Linked DNA regions of Sus scrofa: region 2 is linked to region 1. The links are chromatin contacts, called in public Hi-C maps. All regions are on one chromosome and are shown on one strand. The core of a region is the stretch at or near the end of the contact, and the rest is flanking DNA. Distances in the headings are between cores, read along the strand shown.

What was found. Hi-C and Micro-C count contacts between places; a contact is called where the count stands out from the background.
Region 2: a contact with region 1 is called in a Hi-C map of liver, with 2.6 times the contacts expected there. The contact joins two enhancer-like sites. A contact is called at or near these places in 11 of 47 Hi-C or Micro-C datasets (embryonic fibroblasts, liver, mesenteric adipose tissue and 4 more) and 2 of 2 datasets of contacts at active chromatin or transcription factors (alveolar macrophages and skeletal muscle).

What each region holds. Positions count from the first base shown.
Region 1 is chr10:66,473,584-66,476,990 of Sscrofa11.1, forward strand. No RefSeq gene overlaps it. Among named protein-coding and RNA genes, the nearest start is that of KLF6, 13 kb to the right of the region's middle. Within about 2 kb of position 1,733, at least 43 of the 83 cell types and tissues checked have an H3K27ac peak or open chromatin away from gene starts, as enhancers often do. A contact at or near this core is called in liver, where this site is marked.
Region 2 is chr10:66,297,629-66,301,035 of Sscrofa11.1, forward strand. No RefSeq gene overlaps it. Among named protein-coding and RNA genes, the nearest start is that of KLF6, 190 kb to the right of the region's middle. Within about 2 kb of position 1,548, at least 3 of the 83 cell types and tissues checked have an H3K27ac peak or open chromatin away from gene starts, as enhancers often do. A contact at or near this core is called in liver, where this site is marked.

The DNA of each region.
Region 1 (3,407 bases), core at 483-2,982:
ATGAGCCGTTTTCCCAGGGGTGTCAGGAGCTGGCGGGAGGCACCCTCGGTCTGCAGACCGGGAGAATCTATGAAATGAGTCTGAGCATCCCCAGGCCACAGATGAGGGAACCGAGACCACAGCAAGGCTGGCTCGTGGTCTCACATTGGGAAGCTCTTTTGACCAAACCATGGGTCCCCGGGTGCGCTGGGAGGGAGGGAAACCTCAGACACCCTTCACTGAAGACGGCCGTACAGGCGCCACAGCCACAGACGTGACAGTCATCAACCCGCAGCTCATGAGCCTCAGGGCGCTGCAGACACGCAGAGGAGAAGTGCTGTGGGACCAGGGATGGGGGGCACGAAGCCATCGGGGGAGGAAGGATGCTCCTGGGAAGGGAAGTCTGAGCAAAGCCAGGGTCATGGGAGATAAGACAGCAGAGAAGATGCGGATCCACCGCTCTTTACGGCTTTCTAGGCCTGGAAGTCGAGGGGTGAGCAGCAGCGCTAACCTAACCGCAGGGGCTGGGGCATTGGAAAGCTTGCAGCTTAGACTCCCAGCTAAGCGGTTCAGCCTGGAGGGATTTTGAGACTGTAGGATAGGAAATGAGAGTGCCATGTAGACCCCTGTCCCTCCACGGTCCCTTGACGCTGCCCAGAGGGAACAGGCCGGGAGAGGGCCTGGAGGCAGCAGGCACGGCCAGAAACCACTGGATGAGCTGACTGTTGCTTTAATTTGAGCCAAAGAAGGACACAACTGCCCCAGTTCTAGGCCAGCCCACAGCTCTCAGTGAGATTAGGCAATTCAGGTGTAGACTGGATTTCTTCGGTTCTGCATGGGAGCCAGAGATCCAAATTATTCCTAAAAGCAAGGATGGACCCATGGTTCCTAAACAGACGGAAACCTCAGATGAGCCCACTGCAGCCTCCCCAGACTGTGCCCGGTGCCAGAGCCATTCTCCAGTGTCCACACCCCCCACCAGGCTTCAGGAGCAACGAGGAGTCACACGTATTTTCCGCCGTCGTGAGGCAGCAGCATTTTAAACAGCGTTCACAAAGCACAGAAGGAGCCAGGAGTGTCGCACTATCAGCTCCATCAGCTGCCGGTCACCCCGAGTCTGACTCAGCTGTGCGCACCTCTCCCAGGAGGCCACCTTGGGCTCCGGGTGGCCGGACAGCGGGGTCTCGCCCAGTTACTCATTCTTTACAGCCCAGAGCAAACACTTCCTTAACGCGGACAGGCAGCAGGGTAGACGCGGGGCTAGAATTCTCCTGAATGCAAATAAGATGTGGATCATCACAACGTAAGGATGCTTTTGGAGGGAAGCCCGGGGTGGATTTTTAGCCTGCCCTTGCCAAGCCACGCGGCCAGAAGGGAGTTCTCAGGGGGATTCTGAAAGGGAAATGGGGAGCACCCAGGTGCTCCACAGAGGCAGCGGGATGGTTTAACTGGGGCACAATCGCTGCTGGTGTTTGTCTGAGGTTCTCTCTGCGCCAGGATGTCCTCCTCCCCCGGTAAGATGCTGGAATGGACACCCAGTGAGTCTCCCGGGTGGCTTCCAGCAGGGAAACCTGGACGGTCCTTGAAGTGTGCTTCTGAGACTCTGCCCAAATCATGTCGCCCTCTGACACAGCAGGGGCGGCCTTTCTGAAGTGGGGACCAGAGGCCCAAGGACCCTCCTCCCACCCCCACCCGTGTCCTCAGAGCGCCAGATGATCTGACCCAGGGCCTGTCTGGAATCCTTCAGCTGCTGCGTTGCGGTGATTTGCACAAACGGCAGCTATAGCTGTCCTGACGCCACGGGGGGAGGGAGCACACGGATGAGTCCTCTGCAGTTCGCCCCTCGAGATCTCTGGGGGACCACATTCAGGGAGCGTCAGACACTGATCAGGCAGAAAAGCCAACCCAGCTTCACGGTTCTAGGAAAACAACCAGAGAGCGTCCCCTGGAAATAGGTCGGAGAGGGAGCCGTTCAACCCTCGTGTTTTGCAGCCGTGGAAATGAAAGTCCGAGATCAAATGGGCACTCTGTAGCCAAGCCAGGCCAAAGGGCAGGTCTTCGGATGACCAGCCGTGACCTTCTCTCTGCCGGAGCATGCCTCTCGATCTTTGGGAAACCAGTGTGCATTGGTGTCCGAGCTTTGCTGACAGGAGTGACTTACGACATCTCTGGGCAGGCCTGAAGCTCCGTGTGCAGTGCCCAGCAAGCACTGTCCCTTCCATTCCGGCGGCTGCAGTTATAGCATAAATAATACACAAGGCAACAGCAGCTGCCCAAACTGCTCATCGAAAGTTCTTTCTTGGTATTAGAATGATGACTGCATTTCCCCCAAGAACTTGTTTCTGGCAACACGTACAAATAAAGCCACACACACAGTGACAAACCCTGCTGGTTAGAGTTTAGCTGATGACATTCTTGTTATTGAAACAGGAAGTGACTCAGCCACGACTGATCATGTACTTTATTCCGTTGTGTTAGCTCATTTGAAAAAAATAATAATAACTTATCGCAAGGCAACGGCATTTGTTTTCTAAATAATACATTTTATTATTTGGAGAAAAATGTAACACAGAGGTGAACGCTTTGAGATTTTAATGAATGTTTTCTAAGAAATTCAGGGAGACTTTCTCAGTTGGTATATCATCATTAAAATATTGCAAAATAAGTTTCCCAAGTATTACATAGAATCAAGTGAGTACTTTATTATCTGGAAGCTTACATTTGGTTAGGGGCACCTTTTAAGATATTGAATGGTAGTGAGTTTTTAGATTTCACTAATTTCAGAATTTTTGCTCATCATGACCAGGGCTGAGCCGAAGTTTATCTTCTGTCCACGAAACCTTTGCATCCACATGGTGCAAGTTAATAATATGCAAAAATGTATCTCAGGACAAATGCTTAAAACATTTAAATTTTTACATAAGCAACTGAAGCTAATTCTTGTTAAATACTGAGACTGTTTTCGGTTCATAGTTCCAGAACAGTACCTCTTCTGCTGAAAGGTGATTCGAATAACAACCAAGGATTTTAAAATTTGATCATTAGTTGTTCACAAATTCCAGCCCCCCCCCCCCCAACTCCAGCCTTAGATGATTCAAACAGAAACATTTCACTGGCTTTGGAGTTAGACCTGCGAGGTTTCTTATCGATCTCTCGCTTTCCTTGGGAGGACCAACCTCCACAGGACATATCATCTGTTTTATAAGGGAATTCTCCCACTGGGCGATGCTCTGCAGAGACGGTGGATGGCACAGCCCTGGGGTCATGCGCCCACCATGGGCCTCTTCCTGCTCCGGCAGCAGAGGGCCGGCTGAGGGCCACGCCTGGGTCACCACCAGAACCAGAACCACAGCACGTGGTCCCTGCCTTGCCATCTCCCCTGGTGGGGACTCCATTACCTACAGCACGCTCAGGCGTTAAAGGGCTGC
Region 2 (3,407 bases), core at 298-2,797, 180 kb before region 1:
AGGGCCACACCCGTGGCATATGGAAGTTCTCAGGCTAGGGGTCGAATCAGAGCTACAGCTGACCAACGCCACAGCCACAGCCATGCAGGATCCAAGCTGTGTCTGTGACCTACACCACAGCTCACGGCAATGCCAGATCCCTGACCCACGGAGCAACGCCAGGGATTGAACCTGCATCCTCATGGATGCTGGTCGGATTCGTTTCCACTGTGGCCCAATGGGAACTCCCAATGGTTTCATTTTTATTTGTCCATATTACAGTGGAGTTCGCATCACTTGCAACTCTTTAAATTTATGAGGGAAAATTGTATTTGTCAGCTTAATAAGGACTGAGAGGTTGCAGTTTGCCAAATGACAGGGTATGACTGTGGAAAAACATTTGAAGCTCACTGATCTAAAGCATCATGAAGTATCCTTTCTGAAGCAAAATTATCTGGAAATTGACTTTTTTCTGCTCGTTTGAATATCTCTGTCATTTTTCTCAAAAGAGTGATCTCTGAGAAACACATTGTGTGTTTCCATGATGAAGTATGTTTTCTTTTGTTGAGTTGACTGATAATTTCATGACAAGACCCAGTGATTTTCTTTCTTGAGGCTGGATCACTGATGGAATTTACTTTGGATTTTAAAAATCCCCTCAAAGGAAGTGTTTAATCTCCTTTTTTAAAATAATGTGGTTCATACACATGGGGTTTTTTGCCTTGTTTTTTGGCCGCGCCCACGGCATGCAGAAGTTCTGCGCCCAGGGACAGAACCTGGGCCATGACAGGGACCCAAGTCACAGCACTGACAACGCCAGATCCTTACCCTGCTGAGCCACCAGGGAATTAAAAATGCGTGTGTTTTCCCAGAAACATACAGCATCTAAGTAGAAACACACATATGCACCCATGCTTAAAATTTTAATGTTGAGGAACTTAGAATGTATTAGGAGTAATTATTGTCTTACACTGTTTCAGTAAACACGCAAAAGAAAATGAACTAAATTCGACAGGTGAAACTTGATAGCCCAGAGCCTAGAGATGTGACCATCTGGCTGCATGTGGAGAGGAGCAAAATATAGCTTTCACTGGTGTGTTCTGGTCTGAACAGATGTTTCCAAACCCACATAGAGGATGTGAATCTCTGAAAATGACACCCCAGTTCCAGGGACAATGTTAGAATCAATGACAGTTGTCCCCGTTCCAGGGACAATGTTAGCAGCAAACTGCTCTTCACTAAATTAATTGACGCCCCCAGACAGAAAGCTTGGATGGCTTTTATAAGGGGAGTGGGTCCTAATACAGCCCTTAGAACCCTGGGGCCTGCGACAGGTGCCCAATGGATATGCATAAACACAGCCAAACTCACACTCGGAGAAAAAGGAGTGTGAAAAAAAGGTCCAGATCGCAGGGAGGAGAAAGGACGGACGTGTGTTAGCAGTTTTAAAGCAAAAACGCTTAGCGTGCTGAACGCCTCCCTGTCGATCGCTCTCGACCTTCCCTCCCAGTGGAAATCTAAGAATAACGTTTCCGCTCTGCAGAGACATGTCCTTCTGCGCGCCCCCTTGAATGGCCATCCTGTGACTTAAATGTTGTCATCGTGCTCTGTCCCCTGCGCTGACCAACTCCCTCACAATCCAGCCTCTTGTCTCAAAGTGCTGTCCCCAATTATTTAAAAGCAAAACAATCAGAGGGGGAACCATCAGGTAGGGAGAAAAAAACAGAGCAGAAAAATGATCACAAGTAAAGATGGGCATTGGTTCTCCATAAAACGGTGTCTGTTTCCTGTGTGTTTTGTTGGGGGCTTGTTTCCTAAAGCGAGAATGAAGTAAGGAAAAAATAAATTCCTCTCCAGAGGGATTCCACCCAAGCTGGGGCTGGGGGAGGACCTGGGAGGGCAAATTACAAACCCCAGTGTGAGAAAAGCTTGGGAATCTGGGGAAACGGATATGCAAGTTCAAAGTTTTTGAGTTAAAAGCTTTTAGAGTGTAATTCATTTGACTGGCTTCACTCACAGAGAGCTCACAATGTTTTTTTTTTTTTTTTTTGGCTGCACCCAGGGGATGAAGAAGTTCTGGGGCCAGGGACTGAACCCACGGCACAGCAGTGAACCAAACCATGGCAGTGACAATGCCAGATCCTTAACCCCCTGAGCCACCAGGGAACACCAATGATCCTAATACCGTTTCTTGCCTATTTAACTCAGAAAGCTGTCCCCACTGCCTACTAGGATTTAATCAGAGTTTTCCCTCCTATTAGGAAGTCTATGTTATTTATTTCCAATAGATGAGTAAAATCAAACCGTCAAATTGCAAAGTTTACTGCTTATTTTTGTTAATTCCCATTACTTGCTGATGGCAATTGTGATTTAGGCTTTGGAAGCGCGTGGCAGATAACGGACACAAACCAAAAAACCACAGAGCTCAGTTCTTGGAGTGAAACTTTGAAAAGAGATCTCCTTGGACCTAATATCACTTGCTTGAACATAAAGAGGGGAATGTTTTGTAAGTATATTTCGACCACAAAGAATAATTTTATCCTATTTTATAGGACAGGGAACTATATCCAGTCTCCTGGGAGAGAACACGAGGGAAGGAAGTATGAGAAAAAGATACGTATGACTGAGCCACTTTGCTGTGAGCAGAAATGGACACGACACTGTAAATCAACGGTACTTTAATTTTAAAAATTAAAAGAGAATAAAGAATAACTTTATGGCTTTTGAGTAATACGTTGCTTCTTACCATAGCAAAGTGAATTTAAAGTTATGAAAAAAATAATAAAAAACCTTTTCACTTTCCCAGTAAGAAGGAATCTTTCTAACACACTGCAGGTACAGAATGAGGGCATCAACTAAAATAAATAAGGGCATCAACTAAAATAAATAAATAAGGCTTCCAGGGCGCTGAGATGCGCCGTAAAGCACTATATTTCTTTGTCTGGCCAAATATTTGTGGAGCAGATCAGAGAGCAGACGTAGGGATACAACTTCAAATAAATAGCTGGTTATCTAAAACTCAGGGGCCTTGCAAAGTCAAGCTTTGACTGCGCCGTAAATGGGCAGCAGACTTTCCTTCGAGCATCTGGATGTAGGTCTGTTCTGGGGACATAAATCCCACGAGCCTGGAGGCTGGGCTGAGATCTCACAGCAGCATTCTTGGCTGCCTTGCCCAGGCCGGACCCTGCCTGAGCTCTGCCTCCGCCCTCAGAGCCAGGCACACAGGCCACAGGATGCGGGGCCCCTCCCTGGCTCTGACCAGCCTCAGGAATGTCTATGAGACCTTCTCTCCCTGCGGCCCCTTTTGCAGTTGTTCTGATGCTCAGGGTTCTGCAGTTGGAAAGATTTCAGAACCCAGACACCACGTGGGCAGGTTGAAATTTTGAGCTGAAGGCCCTGGAGACGCAGCAGATGCCCAGAGAGCTCGT